Linked DNA regions of Oryctolagus cuniculus: region 2 is linked to region 1. A link is a contact called in public Hi-C data. All regions are on one chromosome and are shown on one strand. The core of a region is the stretch at or near the end of the contact, and the rest is flanking DNA. Distances in the headings are between cores, read along the strand shown. Region 1 overlaps CCNL1 (cyclin L1). Region 2 overlaps KCNAB1 (potassium voltage-gated channel subfamily A regulatory beta subunit 1).

Region 1 (6,494 bases), core at 3,829-6,328:
TGATGCCCGTATACCTGTGAATGCTTCAGTATTTATTCCCTGAAAACGAGGATATTACCCTATTTATTTATTTTTAAGGATTTTATTTATTTATTTGAGAGGTAGAGTTACAGACAGTGAGAGGGAGAGACAGAAAGGTCCTCCTTCCACTGGTTCACTCCCCAAATGGCCGCAATGGCCGGAGCTGTGCTGATCTGAAGCCAGGAGCTGGGAGCTTCTTCTAGGTCTCCCACATGGGCTCAGGGGCCAAAGGACTTGGGCCATCTTCTACTGCTTTCCCATGCCATAGCAGAGAGCTGGATTGGAAGTAGAGCAGCTGGAACTAGAACTGGCACCCATATGGGATGCTGGCGCTGCAGGCAGAGGATTAACCTACTGCACCACAGTGCCGGCCCCAACCCTACATTTTTATAATATAATCTTTCTTTCCTCCCTCCCTTGTTTTATTTATTTGAAAGGTAGCGTGATGGAGGGAGGGAGAAACAGGGGTGGATCTCCTGTCTACTGGGTCACTCCCCAAATGCCCACGACAGACAGGGCTGGGCTAGACTGAAGCCAGGAGCCTGGAATTCCATCCAGGCCTCCCATGTGGTGGCAGAGACCCAAGTACTTGAGCCGTCATGCAGTGGCTTCCCAGGCACAACAACAGCAAATTGGGTCAGAAGCAGAGTGGCCGGCACTTTGGTACAAGATGACTTAATCTGCTGCACTGCAGTGTTTGAGAGGCAGATGAAGAGAAAAGCTCACATCTGCTGGTTTATTCCTCAAATGCCTACAGTGGCCAGGGCTGGGCTAGGCTGAAGCCAGGAGCTAAGAACTCAACCCAAGTCTCCCACATGGCTGGCACAGACCCAACTACTGAAGCCATCACCGTTGCCTCCCAGGGTGTGCATTGAATGTAAACGAGTGGTTTTATAGAATGTCCCTTAATTTTGGTTTATCCAGGATTTTCTTGTAATTGGATTCAGTTTTCTGTTTTTTTTGCAGGAAGTGAGGTTGTGTCCTCAGCGCATCAAATTAGGAGGCACTTCCCTTTACTGAGTGTTAACTTTTAATCTGTGGTTAAAGGTGCTGTCTGCCTAAGGGGCTGTCTGCTGGAACACTCTACTAAAATGCTACGATTTTGCCCTTTGTAAATTACAGGAATCTTAAGTGAGAGGTACTTTAAGATCATATAAATATGTTTTTAAAATACTACGTCTGCCTACTAATTTTAGTATACTTTGATGGTCTTTTCCTGAATTATTTTGAAATTCAGGTATTTATTCTACCTGTATCCATTGGAATCTCACCGTAAGAAAGAGCTTTTTGTCTTCTCCCTCATTTATTAATTTGTTGACCAAGGCTGGCGCCGCGGCTCACTAGGCTAATCTTCCACCTGCGGCGCCAGCACACCAGGTTCTAGTCCCGGTTGGGGTGCCGGATTCTGTCCTGGTTGCCCCTCTTCCAGGCCAGCTCTCTGCTGTGGCCCGGGAGTGCAGTGGAGGATGACCCAAGTGCTTGGGCCCTGCACCCCATGGGAGACCAGGAGAAGCACCTGGCTCCTGCCTTCGAATCAGCGTGGTGTGCCAACCACAACACGCTGGCCACAGCAGCCATTGGGGGATGAACCAATGGAAAAGGAAGACCTTTTTCTCTGTCTCTCTCTCTCACTGTCCACTCTGCCTGTCCAAAAAATAAAATAAAATAAAATAAAATAAAAATTTGCTGACCAATTTGCACTCATTCTATTGGGTTATAATCCATTAAAGACTTATATTTTGTTTGAAAGTCAGAATTACAGAGACAGGAGGAGAGTCAGAGAGAGAGAGAGAGAATCTTCCATTCACTGCTTTACTCCGCCAGGTGACCGCAATGGCCAGGGCTGGCCAAGGCCAAAGCCAGAAGCCAGGAGCTTCTTCCATGTCTCCCACATGGGTGCAGGGGCCCAAGCACAAAGGACCGTCATTCACTGCCTTTCTAGATGCATTAGCAGGAAGCAACAGGGACTTGAACCAGTGCTCCGATATGGAATTCCTGCATTGCAGGCAGCGGCTTAACTTGCTGCATCACAACGCTGGCCCCAAGATGAACATTTTAAAGACTTCTTTCCCTGTTGTGACTTTCTAAAACATTCACACCATTTGTGCTTCCTCTAGGTGTGTTTAGCCAGCTCTTTGGGAGCATCAGCACTGGCTTCAGAGAGCATGAAGTGACTTTTAGATTCACAGTGACTACACTGCCAATGCATAGGGCTTCTCTTGGCTGCAGTTTCCAGACAACTGTTTTTCCCCTCCACGACAAATCTCCATGCAAGATCAGTTCCCTGCTCTGGCGATCTGCTCTTTCTGTAGTTTGCAATATAAGTCAGCAATAAGCACTTCTGCCACTAGAGGCCACTGTTTGATTACATGTGATCTCTCTCCAAGTTTCCTTTCAGAAAGCTGATCCCCAAGCCTTATTCTGAACACAATAAGAACTTGTGTTTACAAAGGAATGCCAGCAGTTTTATATATGCCCAATTAAGCCTCATTTAGGCCCTTGACTCAGACTTGAACCCTTGATAAGAACTCTAAAGGTGCATGCCTTTGCTAAATTCTGCTGGCAGAAGAATAAAGATAGCAACAGCCCTATTTGTATAAGCACTACACACCAGATGCCATTCTGTTTCACAATTACTAACTCGTTTTACATCTTTCGAAAGCCAGTGGTGGGAGAAATAGGTTGTGATAAAGTATCCACACAACAGGATGGGAGTCATCAGGTCTTTCAGAGCTCCACGTGGGGGCTCCTGGGAACTTGCCTAGTTGGCCTGCAGACACCCAAGCCTTAGCCTTGTCTGCTCTTGGTGGTTGCAAGCTAGCCAGGTCTTGAGATCAATCCCAGTACCCTTGGGGCTCCATCCCCTCCCTATTCAGGGCTGTGCTTGGAGAGCCGGAGGGCATCTGCTTTGCCCTGCTTGGCCTTTGCTTCCTGGAAGTAGAACTGATTGTTTTGGAGACTGCTTCCAGTTAAGTCTCAAGGTCCCTGACCAGGTTGGAGACTGCTGCTCCTAGCGAGCGGTGGAGGACGGGGCGTGGGTTTTGGAGTTAGGCTGTCTGGCCCTCCTACTCTGACCACGCTGAGAACTGCTCAACTCCTCAGAGGCTCAGTCTCTGCCTGTGTGTGTGAAGAAGGCTGGGCTCCTCTCCAGTGTGGTGAGAAGCTGTAACATATGTAGAGAGACCCTGGAACAGAATGGGGGGGGGGGTACTCGATACATTTGTTATTCTCACTTCCTTAAATTGCAGCCTAATTCCCAGCAATCAGAAAAGCTGACATCCCCCACCCCCCACCCCCAACAAGACCTTGGTGGAGGGAGTCCTCCCGCAGCCTGTGTTGTCCCCTGAGGAATTAAGACATACCTCTGGGTGCTGGCCGGTGTGGTGTCTTGTGCCTGGCCTATTTCTGCAACTAAACTCCAGAGCCCAGACTGTCCCTGTCAACTGTTTATATCCTGAGTCTTTACCAGGGAGCCAAAACAGTTAATGCGCAGTGAATGACTGTTGGTGGCCGAGATGAACTGAAGTGGGTTCACAGATATTTATGGGGTATTTACAGTGTGTCAGGCACTGAGAACATTGAGATCAAGGCCAGCCAGCCCCCTGGAAGCTCCTGATGATGTGAACACTTTCCCCAGAGGCCTGAAATGCTTAATGTCCTTTTCCTCGCATCTGACTCCCAGGGAGTGACTTTCTTGGGGCAGTCGGGTTCACCGTGTCTCAAACAAGAATCAAATGCCAAGTGCACAACCCAGAGCATTTTCACATTGGAAAGGACATAACATGGCGTTTAGTGCCCAAGAACCCTGGGGCCATTCAGGACCTGACAGGCTGTTCCCACCACGCACTCACACTCGGGAGCTCAGCAGCTCCTGTTCCCATCAGGGTGCAAGCTGGGGAGGTGGCAGGCTGTCCCCCACGCTCCCTTCACCATGAGCGGTAAGTGCGAGGCCGAGGCTGAACCCTGGTGAGGGCCGGACTCCCTCGGTGAGTCATTCTAGCAATACTGTCTCTGCATGATTTGCTCTTGGGGTGGAGTGGATGCAAGGCGAGAGCATGGGCCAGACAAAATGAAACCATCTGTTGGATTCACAAGTGGCCACAAGTCACCAGTTCAACCAGTGTTCAACTGACGTTTAAGTGTTTTTAGCACAAGAAATAACGTAATTTGGGGGTTTCGGAGAACAAGTGCTGTCTGGAAACCAAGAGGATCATTGGAGGAATCCTGTGCATTGGCAAAAGCTTTACTCTTTCATGTGGAAAACCAAATTGACTTTTTTTTTCCAGGAAAAGGAAGGCTTTCAGAAGTTAAACTCAGTTTACTGACTAAACCCCCTGTGCAACAGAATAAAAAATAAAATCTCTTATCTGGCTTCAGAACTGGCAAGCAACTGTGGTGGGAGCACTTCCTAAATATTCATTGATGATGAACGTGTGGACAGGCCAAAGAACCGTGTTGCCATTTCAGGAGGCCGTGGGAGACGCTGGTGATGGAAGCAGGACCTTAACTAGCTCTTGCAAATTGCGGCCCATTCAGCTGGTCACAGTGGACTCGAACAAGGACCTGCAGTCTGGACTGGGACTGCTCTTAGGAAGAGCAGAGCAAACTGCAGCACTGGGCGGGGTGTTTAAACAACCAACTCCCCAGCAGATGGGACTCAGTGACTCCACCCTGTGGGAGGAAAACAAAAACAAAAACAAAAACCCATCCTGTTTCACTCTGCGTTGGAAGCAAGGCGACGGCCATAAACAGAACCGGTTAAAGTGGGAGCGGGGTGTGTGGCGGTAATTATTTGGGTCGCACTGACCATCGCAGTCAAGGCGCATCAGTTGAGCTGGGGCACACTGGGAGAGAACAGTGAGACCAGAGCCTGGGGATGGTGCCCGGGCAAGGTCTGCTTGTTTTGGCCTGGGTGCCCCTGGCCTCGGCCCATGCGATCTTGATAATAGAAATGAATGCCCCTCAATAACCCTTCCCCTTGCAGCCTGTGCTGGTGAGGCTGCATTGTGGCTGAACTGTGCCAGGATGGCTTGGAGGCTTTCTATCAGACCCGTGCTAGGGCTGGCCCTACGGAGGCCTCCTCCCGCTTCTAAGAAACGCTTTCCATTTGCTGGTGCCTGACTCAGACCAGGGCACGGGTGGGGCAGCCACGGGGCATGGGTGTGGGCCTGGACTATCTTAGCAACGCCACCTCTTGCCCACCCCAGCATCCACCCCTGAGGCACCACAACCACCAGTGAGTGGCTGTCAAACTGACTCAGCGCCGGAGGGTCATCAGGGGCGTGCCGCCTCTCCTTCCCGGTGCTGGCCACTCCTCTGTGCTTTGTCTAGTGACCCATGCTCCGTGGGCATCTTCCCCGGGTTAGCCTTTCATTGTGACGCAAGGGGTACGTAGGAGCTAAAGCCTCGATATGGACTCATGCCTCCCGAGCAGCAGAGCGGCACCTTAGCATGCAGAACAGGACCCGGGAGAACCAGAACTTGCCCACAGCTTTGGTGCGCTGACCGTCTGCCTCCTGGGCACACCCCTTCCTGGTCTAGCGCTCCCTGCACCTCCTGCTGCTGAGCTCACCACACCTACCCTCCTGCTGCTGATTCCTCAGATACTGACGGAGCACTTCCTGTGCGGACAGAGGAAGGCTGTACCTGTCTCCTCACTCGCAGAAAAGGCCAGGAAAGCAAGCACGAGAGCCTAGTCCGTGCTCTCTGCTGCAGCCTTGGGGGTGCCGTCCCGTCTCATGCCTGGGGGGACGCCTCATTAGTCCAGTGACCAGCAGGGTGTGGAGGTTGGACGCAGGGCACTGGGAATCGCCACTGGACTTCCAGGTCCGCTTGGCTGCTCACTCGTGATGTGTCTCTGCACGGGCCAACTGGGAATTGGGCTATTGTGAGCACTATATGAGGAAATGCTAGGTTATTAGCAATGATATGTCAGAGAGGAGAGAACAGCAGCCTGGTGCCCACACAGGCTCACTGGATTCTTCTGATTTCACAGTGCTTCCCTGGCTGCAGGCCAGAGCCTTCAGGAAGTCACAGAGCTGTGTGTGGGAGGGAATTTGAGGAGGCGCCTGGGTCCCGTGGGGGCTCCCGGACTCAGGGTTGCCAGGTACCAGCAACGGCCCTAGCACGCGAAGACCAGGTGAGCCGGACTCTAACCTCTGCTCCACCTCGCCACGCCCCCATCACCATCCTAGAAGCTGGGTGGTTTTCTGTGCAAATGTAGCCGAGGTGGAATTGAAACCCAGGTCACCCTGGCTCTAAGCCCTTCTCTGCACAGCTGCCTAGATGTGCGTGGCGGCCGCCCGAGGCCAGCGGGACTGACGTAGTCATGACTTGGCCTTTGTGTGCAGTGGAGGGCGGGGTACACAAGGGGCAGTTCTGGGCGCAGGCAAAGCTCTGTGACTCAGCGATCGGATCACTCAGGTGATGGAAGACCACAGGCACGCACCCAAGACGGCGCTGGGGACTTCTTC
Region 2 (7,149 bases), core at 2,526-5,025, 1.1 Mb after region 1:
CATAGTAGGCATATTATAAAACACGTACTGTAATCTAGAAACCAAGACATAGTGAACATGAGGTCAGAAATGGAAGCCCCTTGGAGAGAAACTGCTGGTGAGGGAGGTGCAGAAAGAAAATAGATGGACTCTGTCCACATGACTGAGTCTCACTCAGGTTCCCGCTGGCAACTAAAGTGGAAAGATCCGATTCTTCTATTACCATTGCCCAATCTCAGGAGCAACGCTGACTTCTATTGAGTTGAATGGGTCAGAGTCTTTACAGGTGGGAGAGTGGGGCTGTTCTTTGGGAAAACCCATACACTTGATTATAGCTCCAAGGTCCATCTGTAACTGCTGATCACCAGCTAGAAGTTCCTTCATTGTAGGCCAGATAGTTGATGGAAAAATCTGATCTGTACCAAAAACAAGATAGTATCCTTAGAATGCACAATCATCCGAGCCAGCACTGTGGCGCAGTGAGTTAAAGCCCTGGCCTGAAGTGCTGGCATCCCACAAGGGTGCCTGTTCTAGTCCCGGCTGCTCCTCTTCTGATCCATCTCTCTACTGTGGCCTGGGAAAGCAGTGGAGGATGGCCCAGGTCTTTGGGTCCCTGCACCTATGTGGGAGACCTGGAAGAAGCTCCTGGCTCCTGGCTTCAGATCAGTGCAGCTCCGGCCATTGCAGCCATTTGGGGAGTGAACCAGCGGATGGAAGACCTCTCTGTCTGTCTCTACCTCTCTCTGTAACTCTGTCTTTCAAATAAATTAATCTTTTTTTTTTTTTTTTAAAGAATGAACAGGCTGGTGCCATGGCTCACTAGGCTAATCCTCCGCCTGCGGCACCAGCACCCTGGGTTCTAGTCCCGGTTGGGGCACCGGATTCTGTCCCGGTTGCTCCTCTTCCAGTCCAGCTCTCTGCTATGGCCCAGGAAGGCAGTGGAGGATGGCCCAAGTGTTTGGGCCCTGCACCTGCATGGGAGACCAGGAAGAAGCACCTGGCTCCTGGCTTCGGATCGGTGCAGCACACTGACTGTAGCGGCTATTTGGGGGGGTGAAACAATGGAAGGAAGACCTTTCTCTCTGTCTCTCTCGCTGTCTAACTCTGCCTGTCAAAAAAATAATAATAAAGAATTAACAGTCATCCATAACCGCTGAATAGGGAAAATATCCTCTAATGTGTTTGTCTAGGAGACAGGTCAACCTGAAATCCTAACAGAAGAGCTGACCCTCCGGACTTCTCCTCCACCTTTTGGGACATGATACCTGGTTGTCACAATCAGATGATGACCCCTCTTGTAGTGATATGGAAGTAGAGAATTATAAGCAGAGTGAACTTAAGGATGGTGAGTCAAAAGGATTGATGGACAAACAGTAGGAAGGGGATGAAGAGCTGGTGATGAGAATGTTGAAAAAGGATAAGTCCACAGCTCTGTGACTTGAGCGTATTAGACACTAATCTGCCACCTTCTAGAATATCCTTCGGGAAACACCACACTGAGCAGAAATAAGGAACGCAGCCTGAGGGAAACCCATGAGTATCCTCTTCTCGTCAAAGTAACTCAAGAACCCAATAAGGCTGGGGCTGGACAGTGGTACCACAGGGAACTTTCTGGAGGAAAGTGTAGTGAGAAATCTGTATTAGCATTCTCCAGAGAAACAGGACCACAGAGAGGAAGAGGGGGGAATGGAGAGTGGGAGAGGGAATTATTACAAGGAATTGGCTCATGGGGCTGGCACTGAGGTGCAGTAGGTTAAAGCTCTGACCTGAAGTGCTGGCATCCCATATGGGTGCTGGTTCGAGTCGCGGCTGCTCCTCTTCTGATCCAGCTCTTTGCTATGGCCTGGGAAAGCAGTAGAAGATGGCCCAAGTTCTTTGGCCCCTGCACCCACGTGGGAGACCCAGAAGAAGCTCCTGGCTCCTGGCTTTGGATCAGCACAGCTCCAGCCGTTGCAGCCATCTGGGGAGTGAACCAGCAGATGGAAGACCTCTCTATCTCTGCCTCTCTCTGTAACTCTGTATTTCAAATAAATAAAATAAATCTTAAAAAAAGAGGAATTGGCTAATGACTTTAGAGGCTAAGAAGACCTAAGAGGTGCGGTTGGTGAGTGGGAGGCCGGGAAGAGTGGATGGTCTGTTTCAGTACAAATCTAAAGACCTGAGAATTGGCAAGGCTGGCAGTGTCAAGTTCAAGTCTGCAATCAGGAAAAAAGGGATATCCCAGCTCAGTTAGGTAGGAGGAGTTCCCTTCTAGTCATGGTCTAGTCAGCCTTTTTTTTTTCTATTCTGGCCTTGAATGCATAACTGAATGATGCAGGCTTACCCTGGGGATGGTAATCCACTTGACTCACTCCATTGATTGAAATGTTACTATTACCCCAAACACCCTGGCAGACATACCCAGAATAATGTTTTGACCAAATGTCTAGGCAGCCCATGGCTCAGGCAAGTTGATACATGAAATAACATATCATACACTTAGCAGCTGAGTGACTAAAGAGTGAAACAAGCTGGATATCTAAGAAGAAACAGAAATAAAGTGGGCTATGACATTCCTATAAGTAGAATATAGCATCATCAAAGTTTCTTGAATTCCAAGATTTAAGGACTGATGTCCTATAACAATAATGCCATCAAGTACCGGTCTGTTTTTAGTAGAGAGAAAATCAGGAAGTAAGAGGCAGGGAGATTACGGGCTGGTGGAGCAATTCTCTGTGTCTGATCATCCAGCAGATTGTCTTCCAGCAAACAATGAAGGCTTCTTTGTTATACTCCTGCTTAATAATTCATTGATTCAGTAAATATTTACTAAGTTCTACACTAGATGTCAGATTGCAGGAATGCAACAATTAACCATGCACATAAAATCCCTGCTCTTATGAAATTCATACTCCAGCAGGAAAGACAGATAACATAGAAATAAACAAGGAAGAGTGGAAGGAGGAGCTAATTGAACAATCTCACAAAGAAGTTACAATGGGAACCTTTTGGGAAATTGCAGAGAGAGGTGCTAGTCTTAGCCAGTGGTTGGTTCAGGAAACAAGAGGCCTCAGCCTGCAGGTGTTGTCACTGCATGCCAAGAGCTGTGAAATTCCACAAGCAGGCTGAATCACTGACCCCTTACTTACACACCCTTCAAATGCTAAAGCAAGCGCATCCATGCCTAATGAGCGGCACATTCCACACCCAAGGCGACAAAGCCTCTGTCTCATTCTGCCTTAACAAATTAGGAGGAATATCATGTAGGGAAAAATGACTACAGACAACCCACTGAGCATCTCCCTGGTGGTTTCAACCCCTCCCACAGTGGGCTCACCAGGACCAAGGCCAGAACGCATACTCTCATCTGTCCAAAGACCAGCCTGGAATAAGCTGGCAGCTCCAGCCTCTTGGAGTGGTTTCCTGCCCAGCTCTTTCATGGTAACCTGACATAGGGGTGGGACAGTCCTGTGTTAACTGCTTCTGTGCTCCCTGCCCCCACCCTGCCACCCCTCCCAGTACTCAGAGACCCTTATTCTACTACCCCGTGCATTCCTGGAGACTTTTGACACAGCCACCACCAACACCCACACCCTAGTGGACATGCTGAGCAGACGAACGCTGATGACAGAGTTTACGTGGCTCAACAAGGGCGGCATACCCTTGAGAGCCTCCTCAGCTTGGGACCTAACATTCCAGATGAAAACATGTGTAGACCTTGTTGGGTAGCCCTGGAACACAGTCTTTAACCCCGGAGCTGGAGCTTGGACCAGGAGATCCTGGAATACACCCAGTGATTGCACAGCCCACAGCGCCACCTCCCAACCAGAGGCGGACGTGCAGCTAGTCACAGCTCTTCCCCAGCCACCCTCGCTAAAATTAGTCCTGCCTGAACTGATCCAGATTGAACAAGACCTAAAAGAAATGACAACAAAATTCCATATGTGATTCAATTCTGGATCTTGGGCTTTGAAAAAATACAACAAAAGCCATGAATTACTGTGTTGGTTGACAGGAATGTGGATGGTAGGTTAAAGTATCCAGTTAATGTAAATTATGAAAATTTACAGAGGATATGTGAGAGACTATCCTTGTGCTTGGGAGGTTTGCAAATGACTCTCAAAAGCCTTGGGAAAACAAATGGGGACGGGAGCTGTAGGAACCCAGCATGTGAGAGCATGAGCAAAGGTTAAAATAAATGGGCAAAATGTTCACAATATGTTAAAGGATAAAGAGCATACAGATGTTCTTTATATACATTATACTTGGAACCTTGTAAGTCTGAAATTACTTTTTAAATAAAAAGTGTTTTAAAAGAGCTGGACTTAACAACTAGATAGCAATTCTGAAAATAGCTCCTCTACTCCTGGACTCCCACCATTCGAGATTCATTTCTGTGGATATGTGTATTTTTCAGACACAGTGAAATATTAGGGAGATTCAGTTGATACCTAGCTAAGGGCAGGCAGGGGAATCACTTGTTGGGGGAGGCAAAGGCATTCATCTTGGAGAGGTAGCCCATGATAACAGAAAATGAACAGTGGGTAGAAAGGAGGAAGGATCCCTCCCAATCTGGTCATGAGCCAGACAGCAGGGTCCTGGTTTTGAGAACATTGGTGGTCTGTGAGCTAACCTTTTCACACATTCCAGAACATTCTCTGAAGGAAGGGTGAGGGTGAGAAACCTACCTATCCTTTCTCCACCAGTCATGCTCAGACGTGTGTACTATGGCTTAGAATCCTCTGTGCTGGGGAACTCTTGGACATAGCTAATGTAATCTACAAAATATCTACCTATATGGATTGGCATCCTGAGAAGGCAGAAGATGATGACCCCAGTACTTGGGTCTTTGCCACCAATGTGGGAGATTCAGATGGAGTTCCTGGCTCCTAGCTTCAGCCTGGTCCAACCTTGGTGGTTGTAGCCATTTGGGGAATGAACCAGTGCATGGAAAAGTCTCAGTCTCCCCCTTTGTTTGACTTTCCAAAAAAAAAAAACCAGGTAAATCTTTAAAAAACTCTATCTACCTGGGTTAGGTTATAATACCGTAAGGCTGATATAGGATGAGGACTTCTCAGAACCCCAGGCATAATGTTTTCTCTTTTTCTGACTATATGAAATTTCCCATTGTCCCAGTGAAGGAAAATACACAGATTCAAAGTTAAGTTCTGATCTACGTTTGTGCTGATCTCCTGCTAGCTGCCCTTCAAGCCGAGTTTCTTTTCTTTATGGAATAGTGCATCCTAGTGGCATTCTTGGAAACTGCAGGTGAATTCAGAAAGCTCTTTGGCGAAACCTCATTTAGCCCATGGCTGCCCTTTGGTCAGGAAAATCAGCTTTCAAAATGCTTCTTCTTCTTTTTTTTTTTTTTTTTTTCAGATGTAACTTATGACCACAACTTTTATAGGAGGAAATGGGTTTGCGTCACGTAGTGTTGTCCTCAAGCCCTGAATTTCCAATGTTTTTGTTACACTACAACAATACAACTTCCACCCTGGAAAACCACAAGCGGAGATTTCAAAACAGATCGAATTTCTATCTCCCCAATGTGATTTCAAGTCCAAGCAGCGCCACCACTCACTCCTGCTTAAATTCCGAAGTCTGTTCTATCTAAACCGACACTTTTGGAATGTACTTATTTAGAATTTCTGCCCCACTCCATGGGAAACAAGCATATTCTGCAAATTCTCAAGAGGCCCCTTTTCCCTGTGCCTTGTAGGCCCCTCACGGCAGCCAGCTCAGGTTTCAAGTAATCACATAGGTTCTGCACCTCCAAAAGTGTTCCTGCAAGGAGAAACACAGCCAGAGGCCTTTGAGCAAATTAGCACAGGCCCTGTGACTGACCCAAATTAGGCCAGTCTGAAATAAATCATGTAGGCATTTCTTAAATGCAACCCCCTGCATGGGTAGCATTTTTTTTTCTAGGCTATTGATTTTCACAGTCATGGTCATAGCTAGTTTGCAAGCGGCTCTGAGTGCACCATGCACTGCCTAAAAAGAACGGGCCGTAGGAATGTGTGGGGGCAAGGATGTTTTGTGGGGGAGAGGGAGGCTGGGAAGAGGATCGTGAGTTCAATTTGGGAGCAATTATCGTGTTCAACGTCCATGCTGTGTTAACCCTGTAAACCATGAAAGCAGGAAGGGCAAGAGAAACTCTGTCTCCGGGGTGTCCAGCAGATGCCTCGCGGCAGGAAAGGCTGGTGTCTCCTTCCAAGGACAGGGAAGCAAGGACTGGACTCGGGAGAAGGGAAGTCGTGCTGCAACATCATATTCTCACCATGATGGAACCGGTGAAAGGTGTTCTCTTTTGAATCTTTGTTTAAGTAAAGATCATTGAAAACTCTCTCTCAGTTTACTGATGCCTTTCAATCCCTTGCCTGGACATCTTGAGAGAAACTGTTAGGCAACCTGCTAGGTGAGTGAGGTGTCTGTCTAGCCCTCCCTCCCCTCTAGCACCTTCCTTCCGCTCCCTGGGCATAGTCAATGTGTAGCACTAGGCTGTGCCCAGACACCCAGGGTCCTCCCCATCTCTTGGCTTAGGTCCGTGAGAAAGACAGACAGACCGACAGAAAGCTCCCATCTGCTATTTGCTCCCCAAATGCCCACAGCAACCAGAGCTGGCTCAGACCGAAGTCAAGAGCGCAGAACTCAATCTGGATCTCCCATGTGGGTGGTAGGGACCCAACGGTGTGAGCTGCCTCCCACGGTGAGCATTAGCAAGAAGCTAAAATCAGGCAGTGGGGCCAGGACTTGAACTCAGGCACCCTGATATGGGACACAGCTGTCCCAAGTGGCACCTTCCCCCCGTGCCAAATGCCCGCCCCATGGCCTGTTTCCTTCTAGGTCAGCTGTCGGCTAGCTTGGGTCAGCTTGGCAGCCCCTTGGCAAGCATCCTCCCACTTCCATTCTAACAGAAGCCTCTGAGGATCAGTGTCTCCAGCCTAGGGAAATTCTCAGCCACTGGGACAAGCTGATAGGAGAGGTACCGCAAGTGCTGGGTGGGAGTTTTAACCATTTGAATTTCGTTCTATCTCAAATGTCTTTGTTCTAAACACAAAACTAGACACTGGAAATAGAGAGGTTCGTAAGAGATATATTCCTATTGCACCATTTGGAGAGCAGCTCATTCCAATGCTGCCATTTGGATGAAACAGGAAGCCAGCCCACATGCGAAATAAAAACCCACATTCT

Evidence for each region. A called contact is a pair of places that touch in the nucleus more often than the background predicts.
Region 2: a Hi-C map of psoas muscle shows a contact between it and region 1, with 6 times the contacts expected there. The contact joins two enhancer-like sites. A contact is called at or near these places in 5 of 6 Hi-C or Micro-C datasets (ear pinna, embryonic fibroblasts, psoas muscle and 2 more).

Annotation. Positions count from the first base shown.
Region 1 is chr4:123,696,268-123,702,761 of mOryCun1.1, forward strand. It overlaps CCNL1 (cyclin L1), which reads left to right. Exons shown (of 13, transcript XR_011388092.1): 13 at 4,308-6,494. Among named protein-coding and RNA genes, the nearest start is that of CCNL1, 23 kb to the left of the region's middle. Within about 2 kb of position 5,079, at least 4 of the 8 cell types and tissues checked have an H3K27ac peak or open chromatin away from gene starts, as enhancers often do.
Region 2 is chr4:124,764,831-124,771,979 of mOryCun1.1, forward strand. All of the region lies in intron 1 of KCNAB1 (potassium voltage-gated channel subfamily A regulatory beta subunit 1), which reads right to left. Among named protein-coding and RNA genes, the nearest start is that of KCNAB1, 45 kb to the right of the region's middle. Within about 2 kb of position 3,776, at least 3 of the 8 cell types and tissues checked have an H3K27ac peak or open chromatin away from gene starts, as enhancers often do.